2 separate regions of the Zea mays genome follow, and region 2 is linked to region 1. The links are chromatin contacts, called in public Hi-C maps. All regions are on one chromosome and are shown on one strand. Each heading gives the region's core, a stretch centred on a gene start, on an enhancer-like site or on the middle of the called end of the contact. The rest is flanking DNA. Distances are from core to core; before and after follow the strand shown.

Evidence for each region. A called contact is a pair of places that touch in the nucleus more often than the background predicts.
Region 2: a contact with region 1 is called in a Hi-C map of ear, with 1.7 times the contacts expected there. The contact joins the promoter of LOC100274583 here to the promoter of LOC100286062 in region 1. A contact is called at or near these places in 4 of 25 Hi-C or Micro-C datasets (bundle sheath, ear, leaf and 1 more).

Annotation. Positions count from the first base shown.
Region 1 is chr1:16,639,555-16,645,642 of Zm-B73-REFERENCE-NAM-5.0, forward strand. It overlaps LOC100286062, which reads right to left and starts at 2,367. Exons shown (of 4, transcript NM_001370739.1): 1 at 1,515-2,367; 2 at 438-530; 3 at 236-303; 4 at 1-110. The coding sequence starts at 2,186. LOC100284273 reads right to left here. Exons shown (of 4, transcript NM_001159058.2): 2 at 5,337-5,432; 3 at 5,001-5,068; 4 at 4,264-4,849. The coding sequence ends at 4,702.
Region 2 is chr1:16,851,234-16,857,944 of Zm-B73-REFERENCE-NAM-5.0, forward strand. It overlaps LOC100274583 (DUF1677 family protein), which reads right to left and starts at 5,448. Exons shown (of 1, transcript NM_001148936.1): 1 at 4,573-5,448. The coding sequence starts at 5,233. The coding sequence ends at 4,844.

The DNA of each region.
Region 1 (6,088 bases), core at 1,117-3,616:
AAGCCAGCAAGAAGTCCAGCATGACCTTGTTGAAGCGAGCCGGATCCTCCAGCTGAGGAGCGTGGCCTGTCTTCGGTATCACCTCCAGCCTAGCGGTCCCGTTCAGAGCCCTGCCGACACAGCGACAAGTCAGTTGGTGTTACTTAGCAGTCAGCACGGGCTGAGCCATCTGTTTGTTTGTTTTTATTTTGTTTCGGGCATACAACACAGTGTGCCTGTGAAGAAACGCTCGTACCTCTGAACCGCAAACGCCTTCTCCACCGGGAACAGCTGGTCGTGGTCTCCCCATACAATCAGCACTTCCTGCACAACGCACGTCCATGGCGAAATTTCAGTCACAGGCTCACAGACAGAGGCGCGGGCGTGCGGCTAGCTAGAGGCCAGAGCGTCATCTGATAGCGCGCCGCGCGCGAGACAACCTGCGTTTTTAACAGTACCTGAGATATTGGCGTCACTTGGAACTTCTCTGTCCCGACCGTAATCCCCTTCAGCAGATGGACAAGCCGCTCCCTGTTCTGCGTGAAGAGTTTCTGACAGATGACAGGTAAAGGGAAGAAAAAAAAAGTTCAGTGCTAGGAGTTCTTCGCTGAATGCTGAACTGGCTGGACCAGTGGACACTGGACAGGCAACATCTAGGCCCAGTCGCAGAAGAGAACGGACAGACTCCAACCATATATACGGTCGATTCGCGATTCCTGTCGGGTCAAGCTAGTGGTTGGGCATTAATGACGGCTGGCGAGTTGCGCTGACGAAACGAAAGTGCGTACTACAATACTCCTCAGTACAACAAAAAAAAACAATAAAATTACTCGTATGGTTTCTCGAGAAGTCAGTTTTAAGATTTTAACTACATATATAAAGATATATTGATTTCGTAATCCATGAAAGGTATCCTTAGATTTATTATGAAGTATATTTTTTGTAACAAAGTTAATTATCTAAAGATATAAAAGTCGATAGTATGTTCTATATATTCGGTCAGTTATTATACCCCTGTAGCAGAAGAGATTGACTCCCGAAGAATAGTACGAGAGAGCCAGTTATTTTACATGTTACACGTTGCTGCTGCCCTGATCGGCTGCGGTTTTTGCAACGCTGTAGCTTGTAGCTGTTGCACATCTTTCCGTAACAGCCACAGTACCAAGTAGGCAAGTACCAACAGGGGGGAAAAAATTGAACCTGCAGCAACATCCTAAACAGCTGCAGCCATCTGTGGGTTTCCCGTCGATCTGAATCTAACGAAAAGGAAGCTGCTGCGACTGCAGAGTTACCGACCGTGTTGTTAGTTTGTCGCTATATACTCCTGCAGAATGTAATGCTGCATCGCACCCATTTGTCTAGAACATCTAAACTTGGGCACTCCTTCCACGTTACTTTGACTATTGTTTAATAAAAAAAAACACGAGCAATTCTAGTGTCCAGGATTCCGAGGTGACGTTGACTTCCGGCGCAAAAGAAACGGTCAAAAAGAGGGAGGATTCCGCTTAGCACAAGGCACAAGCACCGCACCGCACCTGGATGAAGTCACGGAGCAGGAAGTCCGGCGTCACCAGCCGCGGCGGCGGGCGGCAGGAGGCCAGCTCCAGGAGCTTCCGCAGCGCGGCGGGCTCGGCGGGGAGGAGGATCTCGTCCACGCCGCCCCACCCTTCGCCGGCGCGCTTCAGGAACGCCCTGTCGTCGGCAGCCGTCTTGAGCAGGTCGGAGCTGGCGATCACCACGGGGCCGACCCTGGCGGGCCCCGCCTCGCGGGCCAGCCAGTACGCCACGAACCCGCCGTAGCTGGTGCCCGCCACGGCCACGCGCCGGCGCTCCATCCCGGGCAGCGCGCCCAGCAGCGCCGCCAGCACCGCGGCCTGCGTCGCCTCCGTCGGCGGCGGCGCCGTCTCGGACGGGTACGCGCTGCCGCCGAAGCCCAGGAGGTCGGGGATGATGACGTGGAAGTGGCGCGAGAGCGGCCCCACCTGGCAGCGCCACTGCCAGTCGGCCCGGGGCCCGAAGCCGTGGACCAGCAGGAGCGGCGGGAGCTCAGGCTCCCCCTGCGGAGCCCAGTACTGGACGGTGCAGGTCGCCCCGGCGCCGCCGTCGGGGTACGGGAGCGTGACGGCGTTCTGGTGGAGGCCGGCGCGCAGGCACTCGCGGCGGGCGAAGTAGTCGAGCACCGGCACCAGGCTCAGGCTGGCCCCCATGGCTCTGGCTCTGGTTGGTGACAGTGACACGGAGCTACTAGTCCGGCACCTTCAGTTTGCAGAGTGTGTGCAAGTGTACGTGCTAAGAGAACGGGGGGCGCGATGGTTAGCTTAAAGAGAGCGTGTTTGGTGGCGAAAATGGGCATTGCAGTTGCAGATTTGCAAGGGAAAAGTGGTTGAGTGGACCAAACATTATTGCTGAACTTGAAAGGATGGAACAGTTTTTAGGGAGGGAGCAGTGCGCGGGCCACAACGAAAATTTTAGTTGGAGAAAAACTTGTATCTCGCATTGTTGGCCGTCGTCAATGCCCGTAAATTTCAGTTCGGCTGTTCTAGTATAGGTTCATTCGCTTCTTTTTTTACTACCGTCTATTGTGCTCACTTAATACATATAACTATATATAAGAGCTAAAAAAAGGATTACCAAGTTTTCTTATGCAAATTGATATAAAGTGAATGGAGGCAAGTATCCGGATTCACATCAAATTTGGAGCTTCAAAGCCCAAAACCATGCTAAGAAACAACTCTAAGAGACTCTTTATATTGTTCTTAATGAATAAGGATAGAGATTTTTTTATAGAAAACACCTTCCGACGACAGCCATCTTCTATTTCGTATTTCTCACTAACCAAATATAGAAGAAGTGGATGACTATCTAGAGTGCAAACATGATTTAGAAAAGTTGTTGGATATTAGAAATATATAGAAAGTGGTTTTTATGTAAACAACTCTCTAAAAGATAATATAGAGAGTAAAATTTAGAAAGATTCTTGGAGATGCTCTAAGATAGATTATAATGTATTTCTGGTTTATTTTGCTATACTTTTTTAATGTTTGGTTTTTATTTGATTTCATCTATGAGTGTTTTGCCCCATCAGTTGGTAGCTAAAAATACAATAGCAGCAACCGATGGTTAGTCGCTAAAAAGATGCCGACTGCTAAAGCTTTTAGCGACGACACTTTTTAACCTAATATGATCACCTGGTGACTTATGTTAGCACGACTTCACTTTGCGCTCCAGTCTCACGTCCGTAAAAAAAATACAAAGCGAGCACTCGAACTCACATACCTGATTTAAAATTTTAAAACTAACCACTAGATCACACGCACTTTAATATTTAAAAATAAATAATAATTATATTTAAATATATATTTTAATATTTATTTATATGATATATAATAAATCGTAACAAATCACGGGCACGGATGCAGGCAACTTACCAGTGCAACTTGAAGTTCCCTTCTCTCCAAGCGGACTAGCGGAGCCTTCGACTTCGAGGGCGGGGCGGTGTGCGGTGATGACGTTGCCATAGTTAAGGAGGAGCGTCCGATGGTGGGGTCCATGCAGCGAAACACTGGCGATGGTTTACACGTGGCCATCACAATACGTCGAACACAAGACTAGGGGCCTGTTTGGTTTGTGGCTAAATGTGCCACACTTTGCCTAAGGTTAGTCGTTCGAATTGAATAACTAACCTTAGGCAGAAAAGTTAAGTAAAATGTGACAACTGAGGTAGTGAACCAAACAGGCCCTACATACGATACATATGGGAGTGGCGGCCACGGGAAGAATTCTGGTCTCCCCTTTGTTTAAACTTCTTTTCTGAAAGAGATGCTTGTACACCAAAAGGATGATGTTATGTAGAGGCAACACCTCTTTGTTTAAACTTCTTTTTTATTTCCTGAAGGAGAGATGATTGCTCACCAAGAGGATGATGTTATGTAAAGGCAGGGCAAGAAGATACGGCAACCAGAAATTGGGTTAAACACTAGTCTTCTATATGCTGCACAAGTGGGCTGTCAGCGACTAGTGGTCCATCAGCACAGCATCACAAAAGGATAGCTCTGGAATAATGCTAGTATAACCTTGTTGAAAAGGGCAGTCAGTAAAGGCACCCGCCCGCGCAACAGCAGGAGCTTGTGATTTGTTAGCTTTAAGACAATCTCTTCTTAAATAATGTTGCCTTTTCACAATGACTTATCAATAATGTTGTCTTTTTCACAATGACTTATAATATAATTAGACCAACATGACAACCTCATGTGAACCTAAAATACGTGCACAAAACCAGTTTTTGATCAGGAGGTAGCTTTTCTCCCTTTCTTTATTGAAATATAAAATAAAATGCTTGAATTTAGCTTACAAATTATTGTTGGAGCTGTCATAAATATATCGTTATCTCATGAGGCTGAGCATGAAGAAACAAAGAGACAGACTGTGCGCACCAGATAAAGACAGCTCTCCGAATTTCGGCCGCACAAGCTCGTTCTTTCAGACATTATTGTACAAAACAAACTAGTCCGGAGCGACGCTTCTCTGTACTTTTGTAACCAGTAGCCCCAGCGCTGCATGATTGCGGGGCGGTGGGGGCGTCTGCGTGCGTGCAGGTCATTGCCGCTCCGCTGCTTAACTACAGCTGGCGTTCGCACTGTTGCAGCTCTGCAACGCAAGTACGCAGGCACCTGCGAGCAGGCCTCCGTTTGGTTGTGGGCCTGGACGGGAGAAGGCCTCGTCCTACTTGCGGCCCGCGCCGGCTCCCGGGCCGACCCGCTCGTCCAGGAGGAACGACTTGATGGAGCGGTTGACGTGGTCGGCGCCCTCCAGCTGCAGCGCGTGCCCTGCGTCCCTGACGATCTCTAGCCTGGACCTCTCGCCCAGAAGCCTGCGTTCACGCGCAGTGCAATGGCAGCGCTCTGAGCGATAAGAAGCGAAGTGGCGTGGTGGGTTGCGTTGCGTGCAATGCAAAGAGAGCAAGGATCTTCGGCAGTGCGGCGGTGCTGCGGCTGCGCTAGCTGTGCGTTTTTTTTACCTACCTGTGCAGCCTGTGGCCGAGGTCGACGGGGAACACCTGGTCTTTGTCGCCCCAGATGATCAGTGTTTCCTGGAGGGAACGGATCGGAAGCCCAAAATTGTTAGTATTTTTGTTTTGTTAGTGTTCCTGCGAGTTCATATGGTAATTGCATAATTAGTACTGCATCCGTCCCAAAAATAATATTCGTTTTAACCCTTGATTTTTATGTCTATATTGTAGTAGATGATAATGAATATAGACACATACAAAGTATTATATGAATCAACTAAAAAACCAAAACGGATTTTATCTTGGAACCTAAGGAGTAAGTGCGATGTCGTAGTGGGGTGGTACGTACCTGGGTAAGAACCGGGAGGGGGTCGAAGCCAGCTCCGGTCTTGAGCAGTTCGTGCAGCAACTCTGCCCTTTCCCTTTTCTGGTCCACGTACATGAGCTGCATGAGACGGGAAAAAAAAGAAAGTGTGGGAGATGTGTATGATGTACTGTACCAAAGCCCTGAGCCCTCAGGCCGGGGACAGGCAAGCCTCCCGTCAGGACGATTTTCGGGTCTAGCTATCCATCCACTGCCATGCGACATGGGTGATGGGTGGCACGTTCCACACGCTCACTGGGCCACGTTGCGTGCCGCATCCTAGAACTACTCCTTGTTGCGGTTACGTGCTCGGAAACCATTGCACGCGGACGAACGGCAGCCGCTGGGGCGTCGGGTACTCGGGTCGGTTCATCGTGACCAGCGCGAAAGCGAGACGGGACGGAAGCAAGCACAGCCCCAGAGGCCAGAACGTGCAGAAGCAGTAGGGGCGAAGGTGGATTTGCGAGCCACAAGCTGTCGTCCCCATATTGGCCACGCGCGCGCGTACGGACGCGATGCGGACCTGCTATGTCGTAGGGCCTCTTCAATTCCTTTGTCCTCTCGGCCTTGACACTTGCCTCCGCCCGTCCGGGTCCGGATGTGCATCTATCGAGTCGACGGATGGATTACCAACTTCCGGTCCATGCATACATCCATGCCGCAGATCCTGCGTGGTCGGGTATTTTTTTTTTTGGTTGGCTGGACTTGGACAAAACAAAAGCTATACTGATCCAAGG
Region 2 (6,711 bases), core at 4,198-6,697, 210 kb after region 1:
AATATAGATTGGAATCATATTTTAAATTTAAAAATTTTAAATAATAATTAAACATTAAAATCGGTAGAGCCGGCATTGAGGGAATCATATGCATAGACTTAGGAGTTGTGGCAATCACTATAATTTTCAGCAAGCCAACTAAGGGTGCTACATAATTTATCGAGCAAAACCGGTTTTAGCTAGGGAAGGTCAGTTTCTTGGTTTCTTAGAAACTAGGAGCATAAACCAACCTGTTTGGAAGAAATCAGTTTCTATAAACTAGTTTCTTAAAAACCCCCAAACAGGTCCTTAACGGATCAAAGAAATCAAGAATCCAAATTCATGATTCGGAATTCACCTCTAAAAATTAGTCAAATTGTTTCTCATATATTGTCTCTATCCTAAAATATAAGGTATTCAAGTGATTTTCGGATAAAATAAAAGACATGAAAAGGTCATCATGTTTCTTGATACAGGAAATAGTTCAATTGTTATCTTTTTTATTTGTTGGATAAAATAAAACGCATGGCAAAAAACCATCATGACAAATAAAAAGCACGAGCATTCCGTCTTGACAGAGGGACTAGAGAAGCCAGGTAATCAGTTGTTGTGTCTAACACCTAGGGACATCAACAAGCGCGAAGATAACTATGTGAAACGTGTTGCTAACACACAGTTGAGGACTGGAGGGACACATCTCTAGGACATTGGAGACACATATGGAGTATGCTCTATGTGAAGGTTTGGTGGTTGAGCCTCAAAACCACCCATCAACATTTTCACGAGTTTGGCCTCACCGCGCTTCCGGAGGGAATCAAAGGCAGCACGTGGATCCATCATGGAGGGTGTGTAAATGTGAAGCAACTTTATAAGGAAGCATGGCCATTCGATCAAGAAATTAATAGTTGGTCCATTTTACCATAGATGAGTGGATAAGTTCTATGTATCTACAGATAGTTTAGGAATATGAAACTTCCTCTATAAATAAGGAAGGGCTACACCAACCAACTACTTCTCTAGCTTATGTTTTCTTATTTGTTAGGAGATCCCTAGGAGCTTTGGCTTGTTGCTTCTATGTACTTTTTTTTGAAAGTTTGGCTATAACCATACCATGATCTCTATGGTTTTACCCCTGTCCAAATGTGATTGTTTTGGTTCTTGGTTTGATTTCTCTCTTCTCGAGCTCTTTTGGCGATTCTTTGAGCCAAATCTTAAATTTGAGTTTGAGGGATTTTTGGCTGGTTCGAGACTTGCAATACCTTCCAAGAATCATAGCCACCAATAGATATGGGTTGATTCATCTCCATCTTATTTCTTATTACTTAGGGCAACACAACTCCACTGATGCTGCTATTGTTTGTGGTGTGGCTTTAGGTTGTCAGGCAATGGGGGTCTTTGTGAGCGGTTTCTTTGACGTGATTGTTGTGTGGTCATATTTTATAGCAAAAAGTCCAAATTACTCCTCTCACCTATGGACAATGTTCAAATAACCCCCTAAAGTATTTTTAGTTCATTTTACCCATCCACTCCTTTGAGTTGGTTCACTTTATCCCTTAACAAAATTTGTCATTTTTATTTCTTTATGTAGAAATTGAGTTTTCAGTTCAAATTTTTGTTAGTTAACAGACAATAGCATAATTAACCTAGAAAATATATTATGATTTTTTATAATTGTTTTGATAGGTTAGAGATTAGATAAGATACTAACTTTAACAATACCAAACTAAATATGAAATAATGATAAAAAAAATTCTTAACATATTTTCTAACATAAGTTAAGATGTTCTCGATCAACTCAGAAAATATGAACTTCAATTCCAACTTAAACATGAAGAAACAGAAAAGACAAATTTTGTTAAGGGGTAAACTAAACCAACTCAAAGGAATGGAGGGGTAAAATGAACCAAAAAATACTTTAAGAGATTATGTGAATATTTGTTCATATGTGAGGGGAGTAATTTGAACTTTTTCCTATTTTCTATGCGTAGTCGTAGTTATGTGTTCTTTTTCTGTATTTAACCCTATGTATTAATATGGAGACTGGTCCCTTAGAAACAGCAGAAAGCTGGTAAAGTTGTAAAGATCTAAAGCTACTATACATCATGTCCTGATCAAGGTTATTATGTTGCAGGTGACCTTATAAATTATGAGTTATTGTGCCCAAGGAGAGATAGATTGTTTACTTAGGGTATGTTTGGTTTGAGGAATGAAGTGGTTCATCTTCTTCTCACTTCTCACTTTTTTATTTGGTTTGTGGAATAAAATGAGTTGATTTATCGCTACCTCATTTCTCATAAACTAATAATTAGTATGTATACGAGGAATGAGTTGATTTCACCAAAATTTATAGAATAAACTCATGATACATTATCTCATGAAGTACAAGGTAACTCCACAAATCAAATACACCATTAATGAATGCCCTGATTAGCTTAAATTTATAAGGTAACTTGGCAAGTTGCCACAACATGATATTTCAGCGCAGCTCCAGTTATATATGCACATCAATGGTTGCTTTTTCTTATTTTGAGGAAAACAACACTTGTGAACAATATAATGATCACGGGCTTTATTTTTGGTTTGTGCAATTTAGAAACATAGCACATCTGGAACACCCTTAGTACATTCAGATTAATGGCTTATTGCCATAACACAGTTTGTGTTCCTTACATCAATCAACCAGTAAATGACATAGTAAGCTACCAACCGTTGCTTTCTCCACGCCAGGAAAAGAACACTTGTGCACAATGATCACTGGCTTCTTTTTTTATAATTATGACCAACCATGGCATACTTTGGAACATTCCAGGCTCCCTGCAAAAAAAATCAGATTAATGGCTTGATTGCTAGTATACAACGACACCTTTTGCGAAAAAAAATGTACTACATCACAATACTGCTACTGTGTATATACCCATGACCAAGGCAGCACTAAAATCCTAAACAAACAGCTCACGTCATCATAAGAAAGATGTCCAGTGCGATCGGCGCATTAGCTCACACTTTGATGCATATACTAATTAATCTAGATATCAAAACCTGACAAATGAGCCGCCAGATCACCATAATATGTTCCTTTGTTTTTTTCCTGGAAATTAGATGCAGGTCATCATGAGAGGCGAATATGCCAGGAACACTATACGCAGGAAAGATCTATGGATGGTAGCATCGAAAGGTACACATATACTGGTTCTAATCCAGTGGTCCAGATTCCTGATGGAACGAGCCTATAAAAAACAAGAACTCGTACGAAATTTTTGTTTTAAATTCGGGGAAAGACGATGATAATTGGTGGCCACATCATGGTCTCCACGCCATCGGTGCACTGGTCTAGTGCTCCATTGAGAAGCGATCGATGATTACGTCGCGCATGGACGATTCGATCGGCTTCGCCAACGCTATCACCGAGTCTGACCGCCAGCGCTCTGCGCTGAAAGGACAGCAACGGAAGCGCCGAACCATTTCGGCACCAAACAAATTCCGAATCGATTGCTGGCGTTGCATGAAATTCTGAAGGGAACTAATGCGTGCCCACAGCGAGACCTAGGATTAACTCAAAATTTTGTAAATTTCGAAAACACGGCGACAAAATTAGACCATAGGATCCGACAGTTTGTCAATTGCCTGTACGTGACAATGACAGCTGTTTGAATGTTTGTTCGTAGGACGCTGATGGAGTGTTTGAATAAATTAGAGCTAATAATTAATTGGCTAAAAAATTATTAGTAGAATTAGATAGAGCTAACTAGTAGCAACTAATAGCTGAAACATTAGCTAGAGTGTTTAGATGTCTCTAGCTAATTTTATCCACTAACTATTAGATGTAGTGCATTCAAACAAACCTAAATCCACGCTAAAATCACAGGAGGATTCTTCATGTCGGACGCGCGACGGAACAAAAAAATTGCGGAAGAAACCATGGATCCTGATTGGGCTCAACTTGGCGCACGTGAAGATGAGCATCGCATTGACAGCCATGCATGATTGGTACTCGCTCCATTGAGCTCAACAAAATCATCGAAGATTAGCATCTCCTTGAACCAATCAACAACCATAGTTCAACATCAAGAGTGGTTAATCTCCCATTTGTTAGACAGACGTGTTTTGGTGGAACCTTAATAGGAATCAGCAAAGACTTATTTTTAAAAAAAAAACTCTCTGAAAACTAAAGGTACCACTGAAAATTTTCTCGCGTACTCGGAAAAGAGGGTCACTCTTACTGAAAACAACTTAGCTCAAAGAAATTGCAAGCAAGTAGCGAGTGTTGTGTTGCCCCCATCTAGAACCTGTTCTTTGGCTGCCAGTCACTTTGCAATTTTTATTTAGAATTCGGTGTTATTCCTGTTTAGAATCGACCACCCCTAGCATTCTTAAATCATAAATATACAGATTGGATGAATTTCAACTAAGGCCATGTTCCAATCTCGCGAGATAAACTTTAGCAGCTTTTTTTTAGCTACTTTTAGCCATTTGTAATCTAAACAGGAGAGCTAATGGTGGTAATTGAAACTAAACTTTAGCACTTCAATTCATATAGCTAAAGTTTAGCAGAAAGCTAAAGTTTATCCTGTGAGATTGAAACGGGGCCTAAATGACATGAAAGATGGGATTCTCCCATCTTGTAGCTTTTATATATACTTCAAATCTCTCACAACCCTCTTTCTCCAAAATTTCTGATGTTCCACATCTCCTAGGGCGTGTACAAGGGTTGGAGAAATTTCAGCGTTCATGTCCGAATTTAAGCATACAAATATTGAGAACTAATCAAAATGCAAATTACGAAAAGAGGACTAGCAGAGTAGCTAGCTAGCGCCGCCTGCAAGAACAAATCTTCGATCCGTCCCATTCAAATTCAGGCAGGCGGTCAAGAGGCTTCCTGGAACTCCACCACCACCACGGCTTTTTCCTCCTTGCCGCCCGCGTCGGCGCCGCGGAGCAGCCGCCGCACCGCGGCGATGAGCCGCTCGGCCGCGGCCGGCGTCCGGCGCCCGCCGAGCGCGTGGCAGAAGGCGGCGTGCCCCGCGATCGCTGCCTCGAGCTCCAGCACCGAGCCGCCCCCGGCGGCGACCTCCTCGCCCACGGCGTCGCCGCAGAGCCCGCACAGCCAGCGCCCGCCGTACCGCGCGCGCACGCCGGCCGCGTACGCCGGCGTGCACTCCTCCCTGAGCCCGCAGCAGGCGCACACCTCCCACTCCTCCGCCTCGGCCACGGCCACGACGGCCGGCGCCACCTCCTGCTCGGCCGCCACGGACATCGGGGAGAAGTCCAGAGAGAGATTCCGCCGCCGCAGTACGGCTGAAGGCAAGGGAATAAGAACTTCTCTTCCACGAATTATTCGAATCCGTCAAGGCAAGGGCGGCGGCGAGGAGGTGTTACTCGGCGGTGGTGAGGGCATGGGGGAGGGGCGGTGGATGGAGCGGCGGCTCGTCCATGGTGGAGGTCTGGAGGAGGTGGAGAGCAGGGCAGCGGAGCTGCGATTGGTGGAGCTGATCGCTCTGGCCTCTGGGTGTGCGGCTTTTGTATTCGAGGAAACGGGGGGTCAGTGCGGCCAGCAGCGTCGGTAAAAATGGCGGGAGGACGGAGGGGGCTGTGCCGCTGTGGCGTGGTGCCGTGGTGAGGTGGTTTGTGTGGGGCCCGCATCGCAAATGATTGAGGTAGGAATCGCTTCGGCATCCGGGGTTTGATGAAACATCGGCTGCTGAGCTGGCAGCGACAGCTATGCTTATTTTGTTATTAGTTGTTAAATTGATGCAGGTCCCCCAAAATTTGAACTAAACATTGATGTTACTCCCTCGTTCTTATAGCCATTTTTTTAATCTTTGGCAGATACTTCTTTTGTCTCAAATTAAAATTCGTTTTAGTCTTTTATTAAATTCATACAATAATTGATGGATGTGTTTTTGTATATATTTATGTCTAGATTTATCATCAAATATTTAAATATAGACATAAAAACTAAGAGCTAAAACAAATATTAATTTAGAACAGATGGGGTGTATTTTCATTATATATTTAAGTATACCTTATGTATAGTTAAAGAATAATGTATGCATGGAACGTTAAGTTTCGACTATGTTCTAGGCTTAACAGTCATTCTCCGAGAATGCAAAATGATCTACTTGCTTATTTGGAGTTATAGCGATGAAGCCAAATGTGCCACTTTTTCGTAATACTATTAGGCATGTTTGGCACCGCGGTATTATTGTGGTTTTGATAAGATAATGTAATATTTGAGGAAACTAATAGGGTGTTTGGTTTAAGGAATCACTATATCCAAATTGAGGTGGTGCATCATGGGTTCATTCCTCAAATTTGGTGGGATGATCCCATTCCTCATATTAATACTAACTAACTAACTATGGGAAATGAGGTGGTGATGGATCAACTCATTCCATTCCATAAACCAAACAAAAAAATTGAGGAGTGAGAAGATGATGAACTAACACATTCCTCCAACCAAACACCCTATAAGTTATTGAAAGACACGAGGGTTTTGGTTGGATTTTGCATACTGCAGTTTTTAATATTACAATATCCTCAAAATTGTAGTAATTTTAGAGTTTTAGAAACTGGAATCACGACCAAAGTTTTGTCTCAGTCGTTGCCATTGGGGTTGCTCACTTTGTGGACGAATCTGACAGCGACAGAATGTGCAGCAGCCGCTGGCCCTTAGATAGGATTGTAACCAAACAGTCCACAATTTCAAGAAATACTACGGTCAGGGACGAAGCA